Linked DNA regions of Anser cygnoides: region 2 is linked to region 1. A link is a contact called in public Hi-C data. All regions are on one chromosome and are shown on one strand. The core of a region is the stretch at or near the end of the contact, and the rest is flanking DNA. Distances in the headings are between cores, read along the strand shown. Region 1 holds the start of TUT4 (terminal uridylyl transferase 4). Region 2 overlaps SLC1A7 (solute carrier family 1 member 7).

What was found. A called contact is a pair of places that touch in the nucleus more often than the background predicts.
Region 2: a contact with region 1 is called in a Hi-C map of liver, with 12 times the contacts expected there. The contact joins the enhancer-like site here to the promoter of TUT4 in region 1. A contact is called at or near these places in 2 of 7 Hi-C or Micro-C datasets (both in liver).

Annotation. Positions count from the first base shown.
Region 1 is chr8:27,468,831-27,474,992 of Taihu_goose_T2T_genome, reverse strand. It overlaps TUT4 (terminal uridylyl transferase 4), which reads left to right and starts at 3,816. Exons shown (of 30, transcript XM_048061909.2): 1 at 3,816-3,952. It overlaps GPX7 (glutathione peroxidase 7), which reads right to left and starts at 309. Exons shown (of 3, transcript XM_013176298.3): 1 at 103-309. The coding sequence starts at 309. LOC106033012 (a long non-coding RNA gene) reads left to right here. Exons shown (of 7, transcript XR_010833272.1): 7 at 47-142.
Region 2 is chr8:27,638,095-27,644,368 of Taihu_goose_T2T_genome, reverse strand. SLC1A7 (solute carrier family 1 member 7) reads left to right here. Exons shown (of 11, transcript XM_048061937.2): 11 at 1,831-2,897. The coding sequence ends at 1,902. Among named protein-coding and RNA genes, the nearest start is that of PODN, 37 kb to the right of the region's middle. Within about 2 kb of position 3,003, at least 1 of the 3 cell types and tissues checked has open chromatin away from gene starts, as enhancers often do. A contact at or near this core is called in liver, where this site is marked.

The DNA.
Region 1 (6,162 bases), core at 2,567-5,066:
CGAGTTAATAATGAACAATCTCTTCTCCCGCACTTGGTTTCCGCAGACATGCAAGGACTGGCTGCTAGCGCCCGAGAGCTGCCCACCGCCTTGCGGACTTACCGAGCCCCTGTACTTCTCCAGAGAGACTAGTTTGCCCCTGATGTTTACAACTTTGAAAGTGTAAAAATCAGTCTCTTTTTGCTGCGTAGCGGAAAATGCTAAGAGCAGGAGTGCTGCAATTGCAAGGAGCATGGCTACAGGGATGAGAAAAACTTTGGGGAAGGAAGAGGAAGGCTTGTGCTCCACACTGCCCTCAGGATCTAGCATGCTGCACCGCGCTGCAGAGACACTTGCCACAATAGCAAAACCCTGCCGGAAAGAAGGGACTGCTGCAAACGGAGCTTTTGCAACAGTCTGGCTCTTGCAGAGGTGTAGCAGAAGCTGCGTTACATGCAAGACCTGAGGGGCATGTATTCATGGAGGATTTAAATAGGCTAAACCAGAATGTTTCATTGTGGTAGTGGTGTGTTAAGGGAGGCCATTTATGGGTACAACACCTACTTCCTTCTGCTTGAGAGTAGTAATGCTGTGTCAGTGGGATGCCAGACATAGAGATTGGTTTTAACTATGTCCTAGGGAAATAAGGGATAGTTTTGTGATTTTTTTGATGGACTTGCAAGTGCATTTCTTTAGTATCCTGACTATAGCATCTAGTAACTATGATGTAACATCAAAGGATACCAGTGGCTTGGTTGCTAATGGTTACAGCTGCGAGTGCTCAGAGCAAGAGTCCCAGCATACAGTCAGCAAAAACTGAGAATTACAGACATGCCACGCACAATATCATGTGCAATGGAGCACTCTTTGTCAAGCCTTCACGAACTTCTCCTCTGCGAGCACTTGGTTTGTGACAAGTGACAGGGTGATCTAGGAGAAAGCACATTACCAAGGAGGTGTCAAGTGAGAAAGAAGCATTAAGCATTGGAAACTAAATTTGTTACCAAAGCTTTCAGTTCTCAGAGCCATGCCACTGCCTCAGGATCAGTGCACTAACACCCTTCTTGGGTTGTCTGCATGAAAAAACAGCCATTTCTATCATTTGCTACTATGCCTGCAGGAAGAAAAGGATTTGTATATACAAGGTAACAACAATAGAAAGCATTTGATGATCATTGATTTTTTTCTTGGACTAAGAAACTGGCCCTCCATGCCTATGACTGATACCTCTTGGCAAAGAAAAGCAAAATGCAGAGATTTACAGAAAACAATTAAGTAGCACATCCAAGGCATATTGGAAATCCATCTTTTGAAGAGCAAATTACATTTCTTAATCTTACTGTGTGATTTTATTTTATTATTTATTTTAACTGAAAGTTTTGGTAGATCTTTGACAGCTTGATTAAATTTGCTTAGGGTGATTCATGCATAAGTGGCATTACTGAAAGTGCAGAAGCTACGTATAACTAGTTGAAAGATTTAACGACAGGTTTTAAACATTTCAGACTTAGCATGTTTTTATGTATTTCAGCTTAGGTAGACATTCAACGTCAAGAAATCATGCAATATTCTATGTGGATGAAAAATCTTCTACCATGCTGTCTATGGGGAAGATACCCAGTGCTAAGAGGCTGAAGTTCTCATCTCCACAGATAAGTGCCATCTTCCTGTATACTTTTCTGCCTGTAATATTGACCAAGAACCAAGTATGATTTCCTCACTTTACAAATAAATCATCTAAGAAGCTTTAGAGAGTTTCTTAACACACATCTGGAGATAGAGAATAGGGCTTTAATATACTATATACTTTTAAATAAATACAATCGAATTCTAAAAATAATCAAATTATTCCAACAATGAAAATAATGTAACTTGCTCATCTTTTTTTTTGGTCAGAAAATTAAAAATAAATCTACAATACACTTCTGCATTATTTTTAGGTATAATGATATAGTAGTTTTGGTATGGGGCTACAAATAAGGCATCACACTGCAACATGAGACAAGCGAGGTTTTGCTCTGGATAGGGACTCTATAAAATCTGCTTCCTACAGCTTCACATTTATTGTCTCTGATTCCCAGACAAAACTCACTTGCTTTTAGAATTACGTTTTCCTCCTACAAACTCAGCCCAGAATCTGAATGCTTTTGATCACTGTCACTGAATTAGGAGTTCTTTAAATAATGGCCAGCTGGCAGTGGAATTCAGCTTCCTCTTTTACTGCCATGTTTCTATACTACTCCCTGCAATAAAACATTCAACATCAGCAAAGAAAGCAGAATTGTTTCTGAAAATACACAGCAACTATGTCAAAGACCATTGGTTTTGTAGTGGTTCGAGTTTTCAGAGCCAAACTGCACTAGCATTTTCAATTAAAGTCTATCCAACAGTTTGAACTAAATTGTTGAAAGAATCTGATATATTCTAATAAATTTCAGCTCGCAGGAAAAATGCCAATCAGGCTAACAAACTGGTGTCTGTTTGCTCAGTAGCATGTCTAAATATCGATCTAGGATGACAATATCCAGTAGCAAGTATAATTTAGTTACTTTTGCAATTTACTCTTTGGCCTACTAAACCTAATAAAAATATTTGTCAAATAGGACTGGATTGAAACCACCACCCAGCTAACCTCAGCTGCTCACCGAACAGCACTGAAGCACTTCAATTTTTGTCACTGCTGATTTTGACGGGATTAGGCCCATCTTTCTAAAGGCGAAAGCTCTGCGCAACTTCCCATTAGCAATACCCTGAGGTATCCATTCCTCGTTTTGTAAAACTTGAACTTCAAGTGAACCATGAGAAAGCAGATTAGCTCTAAGGATTGCACTGAACTGACAATACATTTCAAAGCTTTATTCCACCAGCATTTGTAGCATCCAGCATTACAGATTTTGCAACTTTTACCTACACAGGCTCCCTGAGGTAGCCTTTCCAGCACTATTATTCATGTTATTTTGAGTAACTTCCTTTCAATCTCTTCAGTAGTTCAACAGTAATCTTTTATGCCCCTTGTTTTTCTGGACAGGCCTCCTTACCCAGGGCTAAGAAGTGCCAACAACATGACATTTCCCTGCCAAGAAGGGGTAGTGCTGTACTGCATCACTGAGAGATTTGCCTTACATAAACACTTGCCAATTTCTTTAGGTCACCCCCCAGCACTGCCAAGAGCTGGGCAGGCCAGCTCTTCTCCCCCGAGACCTGCGGGAGTGCCAGCAGACACGCTGGCCAAGCCGCTGTCCCTAGCTGCAGCTGGGGCCAGCTTTGCAGCCAAGGTCAGGGAGCCAGGGAGCATTTCCCTCAGTGTGTCCCGTGTTGGGGAAAGGCCCCGGGAGGTTCGGGGTGTCCTGCAGCCTGTTTACCACAGGCTGCTTTGTGTGGAGCACACCAGCGCTCCTCCACCGACCGGCAGCGTGCAGAGCAGGCTAAGGGGCAAAAAAACCTCAGAGGCGCAGGCTGTGGTGGGGGACCCTCAAGGAGCCACCACAGCGGATGAACAAGCCCAAAGGCGGCTCTACAGGGCCTGGGGCCTTGCCTGCGTGAGGGGGGCCGGGCATTCCCTCACGGCTTGTGGAAAAAAAAACGGAAAAAAATTGAGGGGAAAAAATCGAGCAGCTGATTCCCTCAGCCCCCTGCTGCAGCACCGCGGCAGGCCGGCCGGGAAGGCGGGGGAAGGCGGCAAGCGGGGCTCTCCCCTAAACCGAGGGAGCCCCGGGAAGGGCCGAGGGGCCGGGGGAGGCCGAACCCAGCCGTGCCAAGCCCAAGCGAACCGAGCCGGGCCAAAAGGAACCGAGCCTGGCCGAGGCGAGCCGCCCGCCCCCGGGGCTCTCCCTCCCGCCCTGCCCCACAATGCAGCGCGCGGCGCGGCTGACATGGCGGCCGGGCCGGACTGAGCCGCTGCCGTCGGGGCCTCCAGCAGCCGGAGCCGGGCATGGCGGGGGCGCAGCCCCGGCACCCTTAGGGCCGCAGCCAGGTACCGGGCCCCGGGGGGCCGGGAGGGGGCTCCCCCGACAGGGTGAGGGCGGCTGGGCGCTCTCTGCCCTCTCCCCTTTCCCCTCTCCCCCCGTGCGCGGCGGGGCGAGGCGGGCTCGGGGGGCACGGTGCCCGCGGAGCCCCCGGAGCCCCCGGAGCCCCCGGCCTCAGCCCGCCCGGCCCCGGCCCCGCCGCTCGCCGAAGCCTCGCAGCCCTGCGGCCGGCCGCTGAAAGGCTGCGAGGGGGGGTCCCGGGCCATCCTCGCCCGCTGGGCCCCCGTCCAGCCCGGCCGTGGCCCCTCCTGCTCGCCCAGGGGAGAGGTTCGGGGTTCTGGGCGTCGCGGGGTGCCCGCAGCGCCGCCGGGGGCTGCCTCCCCCCGGGGTGGCTGTGGCTCTTTTGTCGGCTCGTCTCGTGTGCGGGGAGAGCTGAACGAGGCTCCAGCTCCTGCAGGACGCTGCGATGTGCCAGTTGGCTCAATGTGTCACAGCCCCCGAGGCCTTCTTGCTGTTAAGGTTGTTTGTGGGAATAGCAAAGGGGATGAGCTGTGAGGGCGCAGAGGAACAATGTAATCAGGTTCAGGCTGAGGTATTAGGGAGGGACTGGTATGTGAAACAATAGTTTTATCTGCGTGCGGATCCATTAATTCTTTTTGGTTTTCACGCCACCCCCACGTCACTTTGCTTCATGAATGCCTTGCCCTGCCTTTGAGGGTCACTGCATCTGCTTGAAAATAGAGGATACATGTTGGTTTTGTTTTACTTATGTTCCCAGCTCGGGGAGGTGCTTTTGGACAGTCTGACCCCAGATAGTTATGACATAATTATTTCCGAGACGAGAAAAGTAACCCAGACATGGAAATATGACTTAATTACAGTATCTGACAGAAGAAGCTATATTAGGAGTGAGAGGTCTCCTTTTCAACCATTAGTTATGTAGTGAGCTTTTGTCTACCTGACTTTAGTGATAATCGCTGCATAAAATTATTTTTAGGATGAAATTACAGTTTCCCAGAACATATGTGTTGGGATATGATCCTGGAGGATACATAGAGAGGGATCAGAAAGTTCTTTCTGTGTTCTGTCCTTGCACAGAAAACAGCTGGGACTTTGTCTCCTACCCACCTAGCGCAGGAACAGAAATTGCAAGGTGCCACGGGGCACCTACACGGTACAGGGCATTTGCCTGCTTCTTCCTCTGAAGGGAATTACTGCTGCAGGGACAAAGGGGAGAAGGATTTCCCTGTGTCCTACTTGAAAGCAAGATATCCCTAGGGAGCTCCTCTTAAATTTCTTGTGGATCTGCTTGTCACGGTTTTGGTTTGTATATTCATATCGATAAGGCAGTTCAAAATCTTGCCCAGCTGAGAGTATATCCTGCTTTCTAGTTGTGCTTGCTTTTACATTTTATGAAGTGTTTTTACTAAATCAACTTTAATTGTTGTCCTCATCTTGATGAGGTAACGTAATACTGGTACAGAGTATTTATTTTTTTCATGGAAGGACAGATTCTGCGTTTTGCTTATTGGATTAATTTGCAGCATGGAAGCCATCCAGGGGAAGTCAACGTTTCTGATGCTTTTGGCGCATTATCAAACAGCGTACAATAATAATCACAAGTTGTTTAATTGTACATAAGTGATAGATCAGTAACTCTTTTAGCACAGAAGTACTGAAAACACATTGTCTAAGTTTAGTAAGAATGCATATGAATCTCATGTTTTACTTTTGAACAGCGCTGCATACACAGATGTGTATGTACCCATACTATACCCTTGGTTCTGATGTTTTAGTAAATCTTTGGAAAAAAACAGTGCATCACATGTTACTAGATTACTTAATTAATTTTTATTTCTGTTGCTGTCTAAAAGAAACATTGCCAGCAAGAAGTAACTTTCAGACTTCAGTTTTTGGTGTCAGCAAAACTTGACTTGGGAGTCTGGAATCAGTTTAGTGTTACAAACGGTTGTGAATCAACGCATGTGCCAACTATATGAGTGTATTTTTGACAACTTTTCTAAAGTAACAGTTTCCAGTGTATTTCTTTCAGAAGTGAAAGTGCTGGATCCTAGTAAAGCAGACCTAAGGATGCTGGTGGTAACGGATCCATTTGCTTTGGCTGTGGTTTGTGAACTAGTTTGCAGCTGGTACGAGGTAGTGCAAAGGATGTCCTCCTAAAGGATTAGGGTTTGGGTGGAAGGATCACTGTTAATAC
Region 2 (6,274 bases), core at 1,754-4,253, 170 kb before region 1:
TGGACTAACACAAACACATTGCTCCATTCTAGACTTCAACCTCAGGCAACTTCATGCCTCATACATTGAATACAAGCCCCTTCTTACAACTTTGTTCTCTATCTCTTAGTCCACACATCACTTGTGCCTCCCTTCCACTCCTATGCCCTTTTCCCTTTTTCTGTGGCATGCCTCATTCAGTCTTTCCTTACATCTGGAACACCTTCTCTACTATTCCTTCAAATCCTCGGCAGAGGAGATCTGTAATTCCCAAGCCCATCATGCTCGGAGGTGCTCCTCCCCAGCCACTGCAGCTACTGGCAGACCTTCCCCAGCTTCCTCCACAGGGACAGGACAGTTTACTCAGAAGGTCCTTCATAGGGACTGGCATCCACATGGCACATTTCATTTGTGTGTGTCACCTGTAGTATTCTACTCACCAGCAGAACTTAAAAACAACAGTACTAGTAGCAAACTTTTATTTCTGTTATTATTATTCCCATTTTACAGTCAGTCTTTCTGGTAAATCCCATTCTCGTGCCTTCCCTGAACATGCACTTAAAATTCCAGCTCTTTCAAGTTTTATAAAGAAAGACAGGTCTTATCCTCAGAGGTGCTTAGCACCTGCAGTAATTGCTGATGACAGGATGAGGCCTGAATACATTGACTGCACACATAGTGTGTTACAGAAAAATACAACCTAATGGGAAGGTATCAGCAGCCACAAAGCCAGAAGTGCAGTCTGGCTCCCCGCATAATGCAGGCCCGACGGTTCACTGCTGTATTTAGAACTGTCGGAACTCAAGAAGAGATGTTTCAAGAATATAAAATCCCTCCTAAGGGATTATTTAGTCATCTGTGATGAGATTTTTCTTTGCATCATGCTCTGTAATTGCATTAACATATACCATCAGTCTGCCATAAGTTTTGGCTGCATAATTTGTGAGTTAGTAATGTATACACAAAGCCGTATTTTGTCAGCTGCAAGCCCACCTCTTTTTTCTGCCAGTATTTATGTCTTATTTTCCCCGCCAGAACTTCTGGTTTGATTTAAAGGACGCTTCAGTATTCAACTTATGAATCACTCAATAAAATCCTCTTTATTTCTTTAGAAATAGGACAAAAAGACAGGTGTTAGTTCATCAAGTTAGAAGAAAGGCAGGAGGCCACACCGAATGCCTTACTGGTCTGTGTAATTGCACTTAAGCACTGCCCAAAGCTCACCATACTGAGGTCCATATCTTTTGAACCTGAAAGTCTAGACTTTAGGTACACTACTTGTCACTGTATTGATGCAAACAGGTATCACCATGGGTATAAATTAAATTAAAGTTGTGGTAGAATTTACATTTTTCCATACTTAGAGGCTGCCTCGCTGTCCAGATGGTGCAAAGATGCTTTAGTATATATAAGAAACAGGTCTTGGAAGACTACAGGGGCCTAGATAATCCTGGTGAATGCAAAGCAGACTAGAGGATTTCAAAGTAAAAATTCCCTTCCTGTTGTATCCAGCAAAGAGTGGCAGTATTCCAAATCTTACTGCTTTTCACATAGGTGCCATTGATCTGTGAAACTAAGCCTATTAACATCCAGCAGATTGTGGCTTACCAGAGAAATGGCTGTGTGAAGACCATGAATGAATCCCGTGGACCAGAAACAGTGAAAGGGTTTCAGCACCACATACCTGTACAAGTGGAGCAAGAAGAAAGCCCAGTGGAGAATCACACTAAGAAATCCAACAGTAAAGACCACTGCACTATTGAAATAAATGAACTAGAAACAAATGTGTAACTGCTACACTCAGTGGTATCTCACACCCCAGTGACCTGATACCCAATCTCTACCTCACAGCTGGAAGAGGGACTCTGCCTTGAACAGAAAAAAAAAGTGGGATTATCGCCACTCGGCTTGTACTGGAGCTAGGAGACCAGCTGTGAACGTCAGGAAAGGCACACAGCTTGCAAGAGACATGGGCTTCTTTAGGCGGAAGATCTTAATACTGAAATATTAACTAATGGATGACTACTGTTTTATTCTGCACTCATTTGACTCCAACATAGTATCTGACACTCCTTTGGCTTCTTTTTTTAAGAGTTTCTTTTTTATTTGACCCTGTCTGATTTTTTAACCAAAGCCTTTTTTGTGACTCTCAGTAATTATGAGCACTGTATTTATATATATGTATATTTGCTGTGTGAAAATGTTTCACCAAAACTGCTAAAGATACTAGTTTTGTCTAATATTCATGAAATAAAGAATACGTGCTTAGTTTTAGAACAGCAGTAAGAAGATCACACTGATTTCCTGAGCTCAAAATGTGGTGTATGTTACCAAACAACACCTCGAGCAGAGGTGAAGCAAAGCGTGTCATTTTGCAAGAGAGCATGTCAAGGTAATTCTGATGGGCAGCCTTCAGGGACAGGCACTCAGGTGTGATACGTAACGCAAACAATCCTAGGTCACTGCAGAGCACAGTTTGCCTTCCAAGTGCCAGATTTATTAACCTTTTTTTAACCTACGTCTTTGGTAGAGTCAGTACCATGCACACACAGTGGCAGAGGCAGCGTGAGCCCCAATCCATGAGCACTGGTGCTAATGTGTCCTCCCCTGTAGTCTGTCGGCTCTTCTACTGTAAATATGTACACATTTGAAGCTCGAGCTCTTGAACCATGCACTTCATCCTGAGGACAGATGGAACACCAACTGGAACCTGGTGATGTTGAGTAATATTGGGGTTCTGCGGGGAGTCTGCTGTGGAAACTGGATTGCTATTTTTCATAATTCAGTGGTTGAATTACGTTGAAGGTTTTGCCCTTTCCATAATCTACTGAATCTTTCAGTTCCAATAAAACCTGCTGAGTATGTTTCCAATGTTTGTGATAGAAAACATTTTTAATAAACCTGCCATTTCAAAAACAGGCTGTCTGTGCACTTCTACTATTAGTGACTTACTTCTGTGCCAAAAAGGATAGTGGAAGTGAGGAGACCTTTTCAAAAGTTGGGATTTGATCCAGGGATTGCGTACTAGCTCATGCCAATACAGTTGACATATTATATTTAGCTACTTGTGACATATCAGTTTCAGATAACATGTGCCTGGTATTCTAATATGCTGCTCCCGTCCATAGGAAAAAAAAAAAAAAACAGTCAAAATGGACAACTTCTACACTTGCCAGAAGCAGAAGTGATTCATGCACATGATTAACAGTTTTCCTGCAATGTGTATATTCACCTCTTCTTTAAGGGTTCCTGTTCAGACCATTCTTTTATTATGCTGTCATTAGTTGCCTCAGAAGGCTGTAGCATAGGTAGCTTAAATTTCCAATGGCAAAGCCAGAATGAACAAATGCATTTTATTTGCCTGTAATTCCAGAAGTCCAGGTCCAAGTCCAAGTGATTCCGCTTCCATGCAATAGAGGTCTGACCTTATGACTAGCTTTTCTTTTCTCCATTTCGTAACGGTTTATGTCACAAGTCAGCAGTTTCTTATCACATAGGGGAAGATTTGTAGATATCTTAAATGCACTGATACAATTGTTGTTGTGCGGACACTTTGCAAGAGGTCTCATGTCTAATTCCATAAGTCATTTAACGTACTTGCTCTACAGAGTGCCATTAAAATGTACGATTTTGGAGGGCTGAGGCTGCTCCGTGGCTCTCTGAAGGGGCAGAAGCCCTAGGCAATGAGCAGCATCTGATACTTTCATCACAGCAGCACGGGCAGCCCCCAGCTGTCTGTTCCTCCTCAAATAATCAGATGAGTAGTTTTAATTCAAACCAGTTCACATATGTTTTTAGCACAGTCCTGACAAACATTTGTGTCAACACAAGTGAAGGGGTGACACGGGGACAAGAACAAGCATCCAAGGATGAAGCTGTGTGAGCTCACGTGGAGAGGGCAGGATCTCTGCACACTGACTTTGCCAGCACAGAGAACATAATGTAAAGTTTCACCTTCACACAGTCATTTACAGCTATGTGAAGCGACAGTAAAATCCTGCCAGTCATCTAGCACTTTACAATCACTTTGAATAGACACAGATGATGAAGAAAGAGGTTGTGCAGATGCAAGAGTTAAAATAACTAGTTCTAGATCAGGAGGTTTTGGAGGAGTCTGCCCACGCACCATGCCAAGGTGCCTTGGTTTGCCAAGCAGAAAGCACTGCCATCCTTAGCACCTTCACACATTCTTCTCCAGCCACATACAGCTTTTGGCCAACTATAACGTGCAAACCCTTTTGCCTGCTTGCCTGAGCCAGCTATCCCAGTCTGACACTCTTCAGCTTAGCGATGTCTCAAGAGATGTAAGCCAACGCCGGTGCTAAGAAGCTATGCGACTTCTAAAAGGTGAACTTCGGATGGGATAAATCATCAAAGACCAGAAGGAGCTGGTTGTGCTACACAGTTCCTACACAATAATGAAAGCCGCAATTTTGCCCTTTACACTCTATTTAGCAAGTAGGGAATGGGAAGTCTCATGTGTTTGTAGAATTAACAGGCTATTTTAAAATCAACCTGCACTCAAACCCTATTCATAGACTGTCCAGTTTTGCTCTGCAAATTTGAAATGCATTATTTTTTTACATTATATTGTTTTATATACTTTTTAATTTGTGTTTTATACCAATATTTTTCTCCCATTCACCCTAAAAATTACACCATCTTAACTCACCATTATTTTGGTGAGACACTCTCTCCTGTAGTTTGGAGCCATAGCTTGGTTTCTTGCATTTTGCTTTTACATACTCCTTTTGGGGCAGGTTTATTTACGTTGATGCTGTCTAGGGCATTACACCAAAGCAGCAGCAGCAATGTGAACCAGCCAGGAGGAAAGCAGTGGGCCAGTTTCTCACCTGACCTTTATCACTTGTGGCAACAAATGCTGCTAACTAGAGGACTATGGCACTCTAGGGCTTTGTTCTGGTAAACATACGTGGTTCAGTGGAGTGTGCCCTTAACTGGAGCATCTGACTGCTACTATAGCCATTCTGTATTAGGAACATAAGACACCACTGTTAACTGTAGAGAGCCAAACGCTGAGGTTTTACTATAAGCTTTCCTCCATTTTAGCTTTTTTCTGCATCTCATGGTGCTTGTTGTCAAGCAGCTTGACACATGGTGCAGTTAGGCTAGCAGTAGGTTCCATAACATATTTGCACGTATGGATCTGTTCACATTTTCCAGCTATAATCACGCTTCTGTACAACGAAAATAATGAAGCTGTTGACTGTTAAGTTGGAGTGCAAGCTTTGTGTTGGTAAATATGTTTCTCCTACTGTCAGAGCATTTAAGCAAGCATGTGACCCCTGCAGACTCAAAACGTTTATAGAAAAATCAATCACTAATTACAACAGTTTGCATGGAATACATTCAAGTATACGTGGGAAGAACATATTTCTTAACTGGCAACATTCAGTCATATTCTGAAGTTGCCTCCCCCTCCTGAGAGGAAAGGGAACTTAGCCATTTAGAGTATACTCACTACATCCTAGGGCAGTGTGTTGGAAGGAGAGAGAACAATTCAGAAGGATGATGCGTTGTATATAGCTCTAGAAGAAATAATTTGAGAAATTACCCAAATTAACACATACGTATCAGAGACACCAGTTTTATACTAGTTCATTTGCAACGGCATTGCTCCAGAGACACTACCAAGAAGAAAGAAGCTGCTGCAGACTACTGTGGCATAAAACATCACTAAAGACATCGTAAAACAGGTCCTTGAGGATTTTGCTAATGCCAAGGAAGTTCTGAAGTGCTGAATTGCTGTAATGAATCCTTGTGCAAAAATTAGAACGGGGAGAAGGAGCCACAGCCAGGGCACTTCTGCATCCCACCAACTCCCAGGAGCTTCTGGCTGCCAACCCAAACATAGCTGCTTATGAAATTAATGCAGTTACTCATTCTCACCTAGTCTTAATTGCAGCTAAGTTTATTTGTGTCACCTGCATAGGTATCCCAACATACAAATAAGATGAGCTAAATAATAAGCTGAAACATTAAATCATATAAACCCTCCATGTTACACTAGCAATTCTAAAGTGCTTAGAAAACACAGTAGCTCTGTAACATCACCATTTGTTGAACTCTCTTTCAATACAACGAACATTAACATTGATTTTAGTCCCTCTTTAACAACAGCAGAAGTGATTTGTCATATTTTCAGAGCAGACAGAAAGCTAAGTCTTCAAGCCAGATGGATAGCCTTGAAAATGACCTCAGCCTTTCTTGTGCTTTCCATAAAAATGAGGTAACTACTAACAGAAGGTGGCTGCTCCGTGCAAGCAGAATGTGT